Linked DNA regions of Gossypium hirsutum: region 1 is linked to region 2. A link is a contact called in public Hi-C data. All regions are on one chromosome and are shown on one strand. Each heading gives the region's core, a stretch centred on a gene start, on an enhancer-like site or on the middle of the called end of the contact. The rest is flanking DNA. Distances are from core to core; before and after follow the strand shown. Region 1 holds the start of LOC107950612. Region 2 holds the start of LOC107952346 (dnAJ-like protein slr0093).

What was found. Hi-C and Micro-C count contacts between places; a contact is called where the count stands out from the background.
Region 1: a contact with region 2 is called in a Hi-C map of petal, with 5 times the contacts expected there. The contact joins the promoter of LOC107950612 here to the promoter of LOC107952346 in region 2. A contact is called at or near these places in 6 of 34 Hi-C or Micro-C datasets (anther, hypocotyl, leaf and 1 more).

The regions. Positions count from the first base shown.
Region 1 is chrD03:9,842,122-9,845,754 of Gossypium_hirsutum_v2.1, reverse strand. LOC107950612 reads left to right here and starts at 1,778. Exons shown (of 12, transcript XM_016885492.2): 1 at 1,778-2,067; 2 at 3,038-3,633. The coding sequence starts at 2,050.
Region 2 is chrD03:9,665,839-9,669,199 of Gossypium_hirsutum_v2.1, reverse strand. LOC107952346 (dnAJ-like protein slr0093) reads left to right here and starts at 1,722. Exons shown (of 6, transcript XM_041089727.1): 1 at 1,722-2,073. The coding sequence starts at 2,044.

The DNA.
Region 1 (3,633 bases), core at 529-3,028, 180 kb before region 2:
AAGCTGTTTAAGTGTACCAAGAATGTAATTTGGCATTTGAATTAATGCTTAAAAATGAGATGTGTTAAGTTTTTGGTCATTTAGATCAGTAGGGTTAGTACTTGGTAGGTTTGTGATGAAGGATGCAATATTTGGGGGAACTTGTCTTCATAGTCATGGCATTCCCCTGTTGGTGTCACGACATTGAGTTATTTCTTTTCAATGTTGCAACATTCCCCTACTAAAGCTGCAACATCAAGTTTTTGTCTTCGATGTTGTGACTCGCCTTAATTGAAGTGGCGGCCTCATGCTTTTGCCCTTAGAGTTGCTGCATGCCTCTCTCAATGTCGCGGCATTACCTCCATATTTAGAAATTTTTACGTTTTAGTCCCTCGTTTATTATGGGTGTTTCATAAGAGCTTTCATAAGTTCACTTATAACCCAGATCTAAATAAATAATGTGTTTTACTAAGTTTTGAAACTAAATTACTTGTGTGACTTGTCTATTAAATATTGAAATAAAATAGTAGTTGTTTTGGCAACAAATATGACATTTTACATCTTAGATTCGACAATCAAGTCGGGAGTGGGTGTTACAAAGAGATTAGCTCAGTAGGAAAATAGAGTATCATGAAAATAATGAGTGGCTCAAAATTGTTGCTTCTTCGTCATCTCTACTATTATTTTTGCGGTCTAAGCTTTGGCAATGACATTGATATCATGAGATCATCGACACCCATCAAGGATCCTGAAACTTTAACTTCAAACAATGTTGGAATATGGTACAATTACTTTTAAATATTTTTAATAATTATAATAATTATATTTTAATAAAATCAATATTTTAATAAATTTTATACTTTTTCTATATTTTTACATCTTTATTAATTTTATCTTTCTTTAAATTATAAAATGTAGTAAAGTACATTCAAAAGGAATTTTTTAATTTTTTATAATTTTTAATAAAATTTGTATATATTTTAAATAATTTTCTTATATTTTTATATTCTTTTTCTAACTTTTTAATTAATTTTGATATTTTCTTTATATATTTTTAAATTTTTAATAATTTTTATATTTTTCTAGATTTTTTTATTACTTTTATTTCTTTCTGGTTATTATTATCATTTTTAAAAAAAATTCAAGGGTTAAAATTAATTTTAAGTAATATAATCAAACAAAATTTAGATATTAAATTTAGTAATTAAATTTTCAATACTTAATTTATCCTAAATGTTTGTGTACCTTGTTATTATATTATATTTAGGCATGGTGATAAATTTAACTCTGAACATTTACATTTTCTTTAATTTGATCTTTATTCTTTTTTGAGCTAAATTGAATTATTAATCTTTTAAAAAAGTCAAATTAATTTTTATTAATTTTTTAATGATATTGATGTAATAAACCAGATCCACTTCATGCTAACATGATGCTATATATGCCACATTAATAAATAATCTAAATATTATAAAATATTTAAATAAAAAATATAAATTATAAAAAATATAAAAAATTCATAAAAATTAAAAAATTAGCATGAAATACATGTAAATTATCATATTTAAAAATTTAATATTTTAGTTAATATTTCTGTTAAAAATAATTTAACTATTTTTCAAAAATTAATGATTAAATTTGAAAAAAAATTAAAAATCAAATTTAATTAAAAAATAAATATCAAATTAACAAAAATATGTAAAGCTAAATTTAATATTATATCTTATATATAATGGTATGGTCTCTTTCTGAAAGTACTCGTGTAAATATAAATATAAATATAGGTTACAGATTTATTACACCCTAATTTTTGGTTCATTTATTTGAACAGTCATTTCTCTTTCTTCTATCATCATCTTCCTCCTACCATCATCCCTCTTCTCTCTCTCTCTCTCATCGCTGCAAATCAGTGTTCTTTCCTTCTCTTCTCTTCTCATCTCATCTCAGTTCTCACCCACCGCCGTCTCCGCTGGTTTTTTCCGGATCTAACCTGTATCCCGTGTCGGAATCCGTGTCGGATCGTGTCGACACGGGTACTTCACCCCAAATTGCCGAGTCCGGGTAACGAAGATGAGAGGAGTCTTTATGGTAAAGTTTTAATATTAAGCACTATGTATGATGCTAGGTTGGAGAATCTGTGATTGCAACTGCAAGTTGACTTAGAGGATGGGATTTGCGTAAGGTTATATTTATTAATATATGTCATTGTTATTAGGACATGATATGAAGGGGAAGTCTTACTAAACGAAAGTTATGTTCCACAAAGTAAATATAGGCTGCATATAATTTGATTGCTGAAGTTTGATAAAAACATATCAGAAAGTTAAACAGAAAACATGTAAAAGGACTGAAGGAAAAGATGAGGCAGAAAAAATTTCTCAATGCAGTCCTACAGAATGGCTTCTGCATGGTCTCATTGATGGGCCTGTCAAATAGCTTAAGATCATACGCTTCTTAGCCTGTCCGCCTCTTCAAGGGTCATACTCTTACATTTCTTGTCCAAAGAGGTATCAAATAAAAAATGATGCTTTGAGTAACAGTTAGATTGATGTTGGGTTGCATTAATGTATGTAATGATGTTCTCTGATTTCAAAACCTTCAAAAATCCATGTATTTAAAACCTATATATCAAGAGATATAAATGGACTATGGAAATTATTATTTATTATGTCTTATTTGTAACGGTCTTTTCTCTTTGTATTTTGATTATTGCTTGTTCTATTTGTATGCATCTCAAGTTGCCTGTTGTTTATCCAGAACCCATCCTTATCTTAAACGAACCCGCTATTTTAGATGGTTCTTAGAATCATTAGGGATTGGATTGGTGCTTTATTTTATTCCTTGTTTTACCTTTCTAGACAATCTCTAGCTATCGAGCTCATTTTCTTGCAAATACACCTCTTTCTTTTGCCAAAGTAGAACTTTTGCTATTAGATTTGTTGGATAAGATTAATTATTTTTTATTTGGATGAAAAGTACATGTCTGTTTAAAGGCATAGATATCTAGCTTTCTGCTTATTTCTATTTTTTTTTACTTAATTCTGCCTTTTTTTCATAGGTACCACCAAAAACTGTGAAAAGATTAGTTAGGCGTTCCCTGAGTCAAAAGGTTCATACAAAAGCAGAATCTGGAACCTGCAACGTGTTCTCTGCTCCTTGTTCATCGTGTATGCATCTTAGTATATCTCAAATGGGATCGAAGAGGAGTGAGTTTTCTGATGAAACTGATAGTGTTGCTGTGGCAACTCAATATTCTATCAATGAGGATAAAACAAATGACAGCTTACAGCATACCCACAGTGAAGCAAGCAATTTACTGAGTGTCAATTCGAGTCATGATTCTTACTCTGAAAATATAGAAAGTAAAGCAACTACAAGGCCATCTGATGCATCAGAAGATGTTGGGATTCAGAGAACCTTCTCAAACAAGTATGATGGTTCCAAAGGTATTGAAGGCCATGATGATAGTTCTTTACGTGCTAGTAGAGCCAGTGGTGCAAACACAGCTTTCAGCTATTGTAACAAGGATTTAGACAGTAACAATTCATCTCGAAGTTCAGTGTCGGTTTGTAGTTTAGGATCTGGAAAAGTGCTTTCTTCCCAGAAGGTAGACTTGTCTGAACTTCCTTCTGTAAAGGAGGTAGATGACAGCAA
Region 2 (3,361 bases), core at 473-2,972:
CATGTGACTAAAAAATGGCATTGTAATGAACCTGAATTTAACAAAATATTCTTAATATATGCAAAAACAATGTAAAATAAAATTTTATAGGTATAAAATAAACTCAATTAAACAATGAAAAAATAAGAAAATCTCAAATATATGTTTGTTTCATTAAAAACAACTTTTATGAAATAATTTTAAGAAATATGTCAAACAAAATAAAATATTTTACATAGATTCATCCAAACACCAAAAAATATTAATTTTTCCAGAAAAGTAAGTCATTTTCTAAAAATCTTTTTTAAAGTCATTTTTAATTAAACAAACAGGACCTTAAATGTGCAAAGGTGAAGTTGCAACTTAAAAAAAAAAAGGTTGGGCTTAAATCATTGTTCTCTGTATTGTGTTTCTCAGTGAATTAGTCTTTTGAGTAAAGTTTTGTAGACATAGATTAAATTCAAATTGCGTTAACAATATTAATGTGCAAAGTTTCCTTTCGTGTTGTTTCAACTATTGTGACCACAACTCTTATAATAAGATAATTAGATATAATTTTAGATATATGATTAAAAAATATGTACTAAATATAATTATTTTATTTGATTATTGTAATTCTAATTTTTTAAAACATTTTATTTATTTTATAATTTTTAGTCTTATTAACATAATAGTTCATATTATTTTTATATTCTCGGATAAAAGTTGAGTATAATTATTTTGAATATTTCATCCTTTTAATAAAAAACAAAATATAATTTTAAAAAATAAATTAATATTTTTAAATATCTCCTTATTATATTCAATATTCTTTTCGAAAATTTAGTATTAAAGTTACATCTGTTTCACAGAAAATGATGTATGGAAATATTTTTTACATTTTCTCGTATTTGTTTTATGGAAAATAATTTGGTTAATTGAAAACAACTTGATAAATAGAAAATGACTTGTATTCAACGAAAAATAAACCTCTTTTTAAAAAATTGATTTACGCTTTTAAAAAATTATTAAAAAGGAGTTCTTTTATGAATAATCTTATTTTTTTTATAATTAAAATAAACTTAATATTATTATATTATTATTTATTTATTTTAATTTTTAAAAATTTTAAAAATATTAATAATATTCTTATTGAAATATTTATATTAATATTTTAATAATAAATATATATTAAAATTTATAAATGTTTTATAGTATGAAATGTGAATATTAATAATATAAAAATGAGTATTTGTTTAATTTATGCTTAGCTTCATTTATTTCATCCAACTTTAATGTGTTACATTGATTCTCATATATGTAATATATATAATTTAAATTAAGTTTTAATTAGATATTGTTTATTATTAAATTTATATAAGATATTAATCATTTTAAAATATTATTTTATTATAAAATAAATTTCGATTCTAATATAATATTTTGTAACAAATATATTTATAATGGGTTTGTTTCACTAAAAATAACTTTTAGAAAATAATTTCAAAAAAAAATTTAGACAGAATCATCTAAACATAAAAAAAATATATTAATTTTTAGAGAAAAATCATTTCATTTTCCTGAAATCATTTTCTGAAAGCTATTTTCAATCATCTAAATTAAAATTAAAAAATTGAAAATTATTATTCCAATAAAATAAAAAAATTCAATACTTTAGAGATCCACATTCCATGTGAAGTGTAAAAAATTACGGAGAAATTACTCTTAAATTAAATATTATTTTATCCATTAGAAAATAGTTCTATTCATCCTTCTTCCTTAATTTGGGTTTTCAAAAATAATCCAAAAATCCTCAAAATTTCTTCACCTACCTCTCTAGATTTGAGGTTCCTGTCTTTGGTCGACGCGTGCACTGCACGTACCAGATTCCCAATATTTTTGTTTCAGGCTACAAGCATTGAGATAAGTCCCAGTTCCATATTCAAACTTGTGGCATCCGAATAACCTCTCCTTAAAAAAAATCTCTCCAAAAAAATATTCCCAATTCCCTTTCTTTTTCTAGCATTGAAAATTCTGAAAAAATTATTATGAGGCTTCAGCTTAGCAATCTCATTATATTTGCAGATGGAAGGCAATGATAATTCCACTTCTAAGGTATTCTTTGTTTTTTCTTTTTCTTTTCCAAGTTTTAGTTTTGATGGAACTTTTGACTTCCAAAATATGTATTTGACTTAGTGGCATAGCTTTTTATTCATCCAAATACTCTTTAATGGAGTTGGAGAGCAAAGTTAAATGCTCAAAGGAAAAAGTGAAAAATTAGAAGGGGGAAAAATTATGATGGGTTTGTTTACTTTATGGGAAGAAGAAAATGCTAATGGATTGGTCGAATTCATTAGAGTATCATTTCCATTTTTTTTTTTTAGGAATTGTCTATTTACATTTTGTCATAGATTGAGTCTAAGTTAGCAATTTCTTTTTCTTGGAAATTAAGGTGTGGAAAAGCATTACACCATTTCTTATTTTGTTTGATTATCATGAATGAGATTCACTTTCTTATGTAAAATGATAGCAAGTAACAAATTCTACCTTTCTATGGTATTACGTGGATGTGAAATTCCTAATTATTTGGTCAGTGCATTGTGTAAAAAATTAAGTTTGTGAAAGTTGTTTTTGCAATGCATTTATAGGCTATGTTGCTCAAACTCTTCATTCTTCTTGAAGTACCCATGTCTAACACTCGTGTCCGACTCATGGAAGTGGGATATAACCTCTAAGATCCTTCAAATAGATGGAAAACCTTAGAAAGGTCTAACCATAACCGCGTCACACTCTCACACTCTATTCCGAGTAACATAGTTTATAGATTACTTTTTTGAGGGAAACTATTGAGTTTTTTCAGTGACTTAAATCTAGAAAAAGTGGTGCTATATAGTTTTCTGCAATCTTTTACTAGACTCATTGCTGAATAGAGAGTACTATCGTATTGCAACAGCATGTGGTGGTAAACATGTTTACATTTACCTCAAAAGTAAACTTTGTACGCTACATTTGTGTGTGTTCTTTATTGCTTTGTTGGTTTAGAGAATGTCTTGAGGCAGTAGCCATTAAAAGTTGCTGGTGAATATTCATTTTAGTATAAATGCATTGCATTGGGTCTTCTGATGATAATACTTGCATTGATTATGTCTTTTCTTATCCTTCACATTGATTGTTGCCTGTGATGTAAAGCTGCAGTAGAAATTCCTTTCATCAATTGAAATACTTTAATGCTTTTCTAGACTTGGCAATTTCCACAAAACATGGGAGAAATATATGAAACATGGCACAACACGAAAAAAATTACAAACACCACATAAATGCATGAATGTGTCATTCTATTAACCGCAAATCGTTAATGTGTCAATTTTTTATGAATATATAACACCTTAAGCACAATTACGAG